Regions from separate parts of the Mus musculus genome. Here region 2 is linked to region 1. A link is a contact called in public Hi-C data. All regions are on one chromosome and are shown on one strand. Each heading gives the region's core, a stretch centred on a gene start, on an enhancer-like site or on the middle of the called end of the contact. The rest is flanking DNA. Distances are from core to core; before and after follow the strand shown. Region 1 has its middle 8.6 kb from the start of Ccdc170. Region 2 overlaps Ccdc170 (coiled-coil domain containing 170).

Region 1 (3,501 bases), core at 736-3,235:
AGCCAGACAAAAGCCCAGCTCTTCTTGACGGCTAAAAATAATAGATGGCTCAATGATGAAATGATTGCGTTAACTAAGTTGGCAATCAGCCACCAAGCCTTCACTGAGGTCAGGTTATACATGGTATCTGGTTCTTTTCTCACACATATGAAAAATGCCCACAAGGTTAGAATTTCTTATCCTTTAAAAAAAAAAATACAGATAAAGTTCTTAAATTTATCCCTAGACTTGGAGGCCCTTAGATCACTAGAGAAGACAAATTCTTGATCCAGGCTATCTGGATTCCAGTTCTGATATTGCTATTTCCTAGTCTTATGATTTTTGGGAAAATACCTTAACTTCTTTAAACACATTTGTTATCTGTGTTCTCAACAGAGGTACTGGTGACAATCTGTGAGGTTGGTATAAAGATGATACTGTTTAACATGTGCAAAGTACCAGGTATTCAGGACAAAGTTAACATGTGTTAGCTGTTAGCATTTTTGGCTTAGAGTACAGAATAGAGAATTCCTCCAATAAGAACTAGAAAAGCAATGTATTTGTTCTTATTCTACTGGACCAGAAACTGTGAAAGATCGCAGGCTTAAATTATTTTAACTAAATGCACACGAATATAATTTTAAAGGCTCCTCTAGGGGCTGGTGAGATGGCTCAATGGGTAAGAGCACTGACTGCTCTTCCAAAGGACCTGAGTTCAAATCCCAGCAACCACATGGTGGTTCACAACCACTCATAATGAGATCTGACGCCCTCTTCTGGTGCATCTGAAAACAGCTACAGTGTACTTATGTGTAATAGTATATAAATCTTAAAAAAAAAAAAGGCTCCTCTTTGCTTTGGGAAAAGGATCTTTAGAAAGGAGTTGAAAACATTTCACTTTTCCAGATAGATAGATAGATAGATAGATAGATAGATAGATAGATAGATAGATAGATAGATAGTGAGTCAGGGTGTGTCTGTTCTGGAACTTGCTCTGTAGACCAGACTGTCCTTGAACTCACAGATCCATCGACTTCTGCCTCCCAAGTGGTGGGATTAATGGTGTGTGCCACCACTGCCCAACTGAAAACACCTGACTTCTAAGAGCAGACATCAAGCTGGCTGCAGAGATACATGCATTTAATACCAGCATTTAAGAAGTAGAGTCATGAACATCAAGGCCACCCATGGTTACTAGGCTACACACCTCACAATCATAGAGGGCTATACAAAGCATTTGCTGTACTAACCTGATGACACATGTTCAATCCCTAGAATTTACACATAAGTATACATACATACATACATACATACACACACACACATACACACACACATACACACACACATACATATATATACAACCACACAAGAAAATAAGTGATTTAAAATTTTCTAATTTTTTTAAATTAAAAACACAAACCTATAGACCTCCTCTTCTTAAACCACAGTAGTAATATGCAGAATGCCTTTTAAAAACCTAGTGTCTCCTGAGCCAAAAGATGACCTTAACCTAATTAACTATCATCATATTTAAGGAAACTATATGGTCAACCTCGTCCACGTGGCTCCACAGTGGACGCCAGAGACCTCAATCACTAACGCCTTGACCCTTTGGTGGCTTTGTTTATCATCTAAAATAATAAGTGGACATTTTGTTTTGAAAGATCAAGGCTCTGCTCTCAACACAGCAGCAAACAGAGCCTGCTAGAGCCAGAGGGATCTAAGAACTTCACGTTCTTCTGTACAACTATGCCCAGATGCACGCCCTAGACTAGCGCCACTCTCAGCCTTGGTCTGAGGTTTTTACAGTGGGCAGCAGTTCATAGAGAGCCACAGAGGTGACTGCTGAGTGTTCAGCTCTAAACTGACAGCTGTGGCACATCCTCATTACATCTCAGAGAACATCTGGAAGAGAGAGCTGAAAAAATGCAAGAGCCAGATGAGGAGAGGAACTCGGTGAAATGCTGACGTCTGGGCATGACGTGACCATTGCGCTCGCTCGTGAAGCGCCAGCCGGCAGCTGTCCTCTACAGCAGACCTGCACTGCATCAGGCCTGTCAACATTCTGGCCTGGCTGAGTGGGAAAGGGGCTCACCAGGCCTCACCCCTGGCTGAGGAGCTATTGGCAGTTAGAGCTGCTGAGGGATGAAAGGGCCATTTTTCAGGGGTGGTAAGATGCCAGTAGTCCAGTCAATAATACCATGCCCACACTCATGTAAGCAACCTTAATTAAACTCAGAGGATCATAAAAATGATATATACATACATATATACATATACACATACACATGTATACATACAAACATACATTCATTCATACACATATATATTCATACATAATAAAAGAAGAGGAAAACATTAGGAAGAAGGGATCCAGAGGGATAGGAGAGGGTTGGGGAGGGGGATAATGGCAGTGTGCTCCTTTAATCCCAGCACTCAAGAGCCAAAAGCAGTCAGATCTCTGAGTTTGAGGCCAGCCCAGACTACAGAGTGAGTTCCAGGACAGCCAGGGCTATACAGAAAAACCCTGTCTCAAAACAAAACAACAAGAAAGAGAAAGAAAGAAAGAAAGAAAGAAAGAAAGAAAGAAAGAAAGAAAGAAGAAAGAAAGAAAGAAAGAAAGAAAGAAAGAAAGAAAGAAAGAAAGAAAGAGAGAGAGAGAAAAGAGGGAGGGAGGGAGGGAGAGGGGGAGGGGAGGGAAGGAGGGAGGGAGGGAGGAAGAAAAGGGTTGTATTATAAAATTATCATTATCTAATGATAATTTTAATGACCATTGACAGAAATATTCCACTTTGTGTCAGATTTATCACTATTACTATTATTTCTTCAATGTCATGGAGCCCCATCTATTCGAGCCCTGGTTTATGTATGTGGATGATATGCAAGTGGGTGGGTGAACGCTTGCCATTGTGTACACAGTGGAGGCCCACGGACAATGCTGGACTCCCTTGCCCAGACTTGTCCTCTCTAGGATCCTTGAGCATTTGTAAAATGTCTCTGGAGGTTATCTGTCCAAGAACAGGAGGTTAGCAGCAGACTTAGAGCAACCTCCTTGAAGTTGATCAAGATTACTCCAAAACAATGAAAACTTACTAAGATCAATTTATTAGGAATAACATTATGACTGGGAGGGTGGCTTCCGTATGTAGGGTCAGAGAACAACTCTCTGAAGCCTGCTCTCTTCCTCCACTTTTATTTGAGTTCACAGTACCAAACCTGGGTCACCACACTTGCGTAGAACATCCTTACCCACTGAGCCATCCCCTGCACCCAGAATTCCTCTTGCCAGCAAACGCTGGAGTTCTCAAAGGAAAGAAGGTTAATGGCTCCTTAAAGCATGAAGATAGTTGACTAAACATTAGGGTAAAATCAAGTTTCAAAAGCAAGCGTGATTTCTAAATTAAGCAGAAGCCCCAACTATTTCTGGACCTTTCAAATGTCTTTATCATTTCGGAAAATCTCACAGCTCTGAGGGGAGTTGAGAGGAGTGTGGGATATTCCTGACCCCATTTTAGACAT
Region 2 (3,382 bases), core at 877-3,376, 86 kb before region 1:
CAGAGGACAGCTTGCAAAAGTCACTTCTCTTCCTTCTACCATGTGTGTCCCAAGGACAGAACTCGGGTTGCCAGGCTTGGCAGCAAGTGCCTTTACTTTCTCTGGCCCTAGGGATGGCACTTTGGGAGATCTTTTCACAGGTGATATATTCTTAGTAAGTCATCAGAGAATATATTAGTCACACACTATGGCTGAATTTCAAAAATATGAGGAATGTATGAACTGCACAACTGGAGAATCGTACCCCCTCCCTTAGTTCCTCCCTCAGGGAGGCAAGTGATCAATGCGGAATTTCCACACGGCAGTGTGAGCAGCTGCCTTGCTCAGCAGCCATGTCTTGGAGGCAGGCACAGGGAACAAAGTGGTGGTGGTGGTGGTGGCGGTGTGAATGGAGCAGTCTTTCCAGACACTTGATGATCTCATAGTCGGGAGGATCGTGAGAGGTCATGTTCAAGCCCAGCATACTGGAAACCACCTCTCTGAAGTCTGCCAGCTGCAATAGCAAGCAGAGACACATTAGCTGGGAAAGAAAAAACAAAAACACACCACCATTGCTGGGTCAAGTGCAACAACAATAGCAAGAAAGGAACCCTTAGATTTGCATGAGGTAGGCAAATGACCCACTCTACCCTGAGTTCTCTAAATTATGAATAAGTAGGCTTGCCTGCTAAATGATCTCTAAAATCCCTGCAGGTTCCCCAAGCCTCAGAATTTTCATAATCTCTTGCGAGTCAATGTGTGCATTTGCTACTGAGACGAGACCCCCGACACACACACACACACAAGAGACAATCGTTTCTGAGACTCTGACCTCACTAAGTCTGTTCAGAAATCCTGGATGAGCAAAACGATTAACTGAGAACACGCTCTGTGGCCTGACAAGGGACTCTACAAATGTTGATGTGAGTGGAGAAACATTTCTGCATTTGAGACATTAACAGGGAAATGGGGTTCTGAAACTCAAGACAAGGAGTAAGCTTTTGAAAACAGGAGGGCTTCTCGGTCCTTCTTAAACCAAAGACTGCTGCCTCAGTGTGTGGTTCTAACACTGGGCTGATCTGAAGCTACTAGGTGTATGGTAAAGGGAAAGTAGAAGCCAGGGGCAATGGTTATAATGGGCCCCACTGTTGTAGTAAATCTTATTCTGGGGGTTGCTATATTTAGCCTTTGAGTACCTAGCATCACCAGGCCAACCCCCGATATATTGCCTCTCTTCACGTCCTCCCAGGGTGGTTTCCATTGCCCTAGGTTACCATAGACAAAACAGGGGTATTTAGGTAAGCCCTCACTAAATATCTTCTATTTCAGAAAAGATGGCATGCACATCAAGAGTGCAGCCTGCAGACGGAGTGCCATCAGAAGAACACCATCCAAACACGCCAACCCCATGTTCATTTATCTCCAATTTCCTTCCCATGAATGGTCCAGCGTGGGAGATGAGAGGTTCTTATTTGCACACCACACCTTCAAAGTGTATATGGAAGCATCATCCTCGGTGGGATGGTACTGGCTTTATGAGCTAATTAGGCTTGGTTGAGATTATGATGTTGGCTTCTCTAAGACAAAATTGGTATCCTTATCAACGGATAACCACAGCTTTTACCATTTGAGGGTTTGGGAAGACATCATATGTAAACTTGACTCTCAAACCTATAGACCTAAGAGAAATAACTGCCCTGCTTATTATGAGCTGCCCTGATTCCTACACTTTGCTCAAGCACCCAAATAGAATAAGGTACCAGTCTAGTCTCCCAAATGCAAGCGCTTCCCTCAGAGTTTCCCACTCTCTTGAATATGGCCAAAACTCACAATTCCTGAGATGTTTTCTTCCTGAGAACGCTTGCCCTTAGAGCTTGGCTCTTCCCAGCTCTGCCTGACACATGAGCCAAAGCAGAGTGGAGGAAAGAAAAAAAAAATCCCTAGGACCAGAGACCGTTCTCTGCCCTTTTCAGCTTCAGAAAGTGACACACTAGTCAAAAGCAGTAGGGGTCAGACTGCCCGGGACAGAGTTCTTTATGTTTGACCTGATGTGCTCATGAGATAAGATTCTCCTTGTAACCAGCCAGCCAGCCAGCCAGCGTGTACTTTTTTTATGGCTTACATCTGTGCTTGGTCAACCATGAAGTCTGTGCCACTGTTGGAGATTGGAGGCTGTTTTCCTGCAACTGATCTCTGTGGGAGATACGGCTTCTCTGAGCTCCAAGGCCTGCTTAACATTAAATGTGATGAGGCAATCTCCAGACAATTATCAAATGCAGTTGGAAGCATCTCATCACCCCCAGACGAGGATTCACACTAGCTTTCTAATGCTTTGATAAGAGCATTAGTTTTTGTTTCTTTCTTATAGTCTATGCCATGAAGCATGAACTGCTCTTCTTGGCCAAGAAACTCATAATGATTATTGGCTTGCCAAAAAGATGCTGGGGAGTGGGCAGATATGTTGAGATGATATAGAAACCGCTACACATTGTGTTGGAAGAAATGTATGACTAATGCTTTCTTTAGAGGCACACATGCAAAATTAGAAGGCCACACGGGAGCTAAGCATGGTCCTGCACACGGATGGCATACAAGTTCGCAAAGCAGTCCAAAGCTTTAAGTATGACTATGCATATAGCTTTTCAACCATCCTGTCCTGTCCTGAAGATTTATATCTACCTGCATTCCTCTCCTCTCCGCTTCATCCAAAGACTTCCTCAGGGTCTTCAGTTCAAGGCTGGCCAACTCTATCATGGCTCTGCTTCTTTCCTGGTGTGCTCGAGCCTCCTGCTCTGTGTTTTCCAGCTCAGACATGACCAACATGAGCTTTTTCTCTGCATTCTCCTTCATCTTCTCCAGCTCGTCTCGGGATTGATTTAAATCTTCAATGGCTTTGGTCTGTTCCAAGGTTTTAATCTAAGAAGTCAAGAGCATGATGATAATTTCCCTTGTACTTTCTTAAGAGAACTGGATACAAAGATAACTGGGAAGTCAGTGGAATTCCCTTAACTTTTTTTATGAATGAACAGTGGACTTCATCCCAAGCAGCTATGCAGACCTTACAAGACAGCATGGGCTGGATAAGCATGACTTCAGTCCTTATAGCTTATAAACAATAGAGTGGAGTAGCCTTATTTAAAACATCAAGCCACTAAAATGGCAGGCAGCATGGCTGGATTGAAATGGCTAGAATAAACCTGGGAGCAAGTTGGATTTTCTGTGCTACCCAGTGGAACCCTGTGCCTTGCAGATAAACAATAGCAGCAGCAAAATGCCTCCTCTTTTTGTGGCGTCACAGGGGGGCCCCTCAGAAGGTCTCTCTCATTGCTGTAGGGGGGATCTCTATAGGACGTTACACATTCAGAAGAATCTCCAGATGTGGACATGAGGCAAAAGATGCCAT

What was found. A called contact is a pair of places that touch in the nucleus more often than the background predicts.
Region 2: a Hi-C map of uterus shows a contact between it and region 1. The contact joins two enhancer-like sites. A contact is called at or near these places in 2 of 39 promoter capture datasets (the 3T3-L1 cell line and 3T3-L1-derived adipocytes), 5 of 484 Hi-C or Micro-C datasets (adipose-derived mesenchymal stem cells, embryonic stem cells, liver and 2 more), 1 of 115 datasets of contacts at active chromatin or transcription factors (embryonic stem cells) and 2 of 9 other capture datasets (adipose tissue and liver).

The regions. Positions count from the first base shown.
Region 1 is chr10:4,472,200-4,475,700 of GRCm38.p6, reverse strand. No RefSeq gene overlaps it. Among named protein-coding and RNA genes, the nearest start is that of Ccdc170, 8.6 kb to the left of the region's middle. Within about 2 kb of position 1,985, at least 14 of the 459 cell types and tissues checked have an H3K27ac peak or open chromatin away from gene starts, as enhancers often do. A contact at or near this core is called in uterus, where this site is marked.
Region 2 is chr10:4,558,010-4,561,391 of GRCm38.p6, reverse strand. It overlaps Ccdc170 (coiled-coil domain containing 170), which reads right to left. Exons shown (of 11, transcript NM_001370992.1): 10 at 2,659-2,895; 11 at 1-493. The coding sequence ends at 281. Among named protein-coding and RNA genes, the nearest start is that of Gm22739, 75 kb to the right of the region's middle. Within about 2 kb of position 2,126, at least 12 of the 459 cell types and tissues checked have an H3K27ac peak or open chromatin away from gene starts, as enhancers often do. A contact at or near this core is called in uterus, where this site is marked.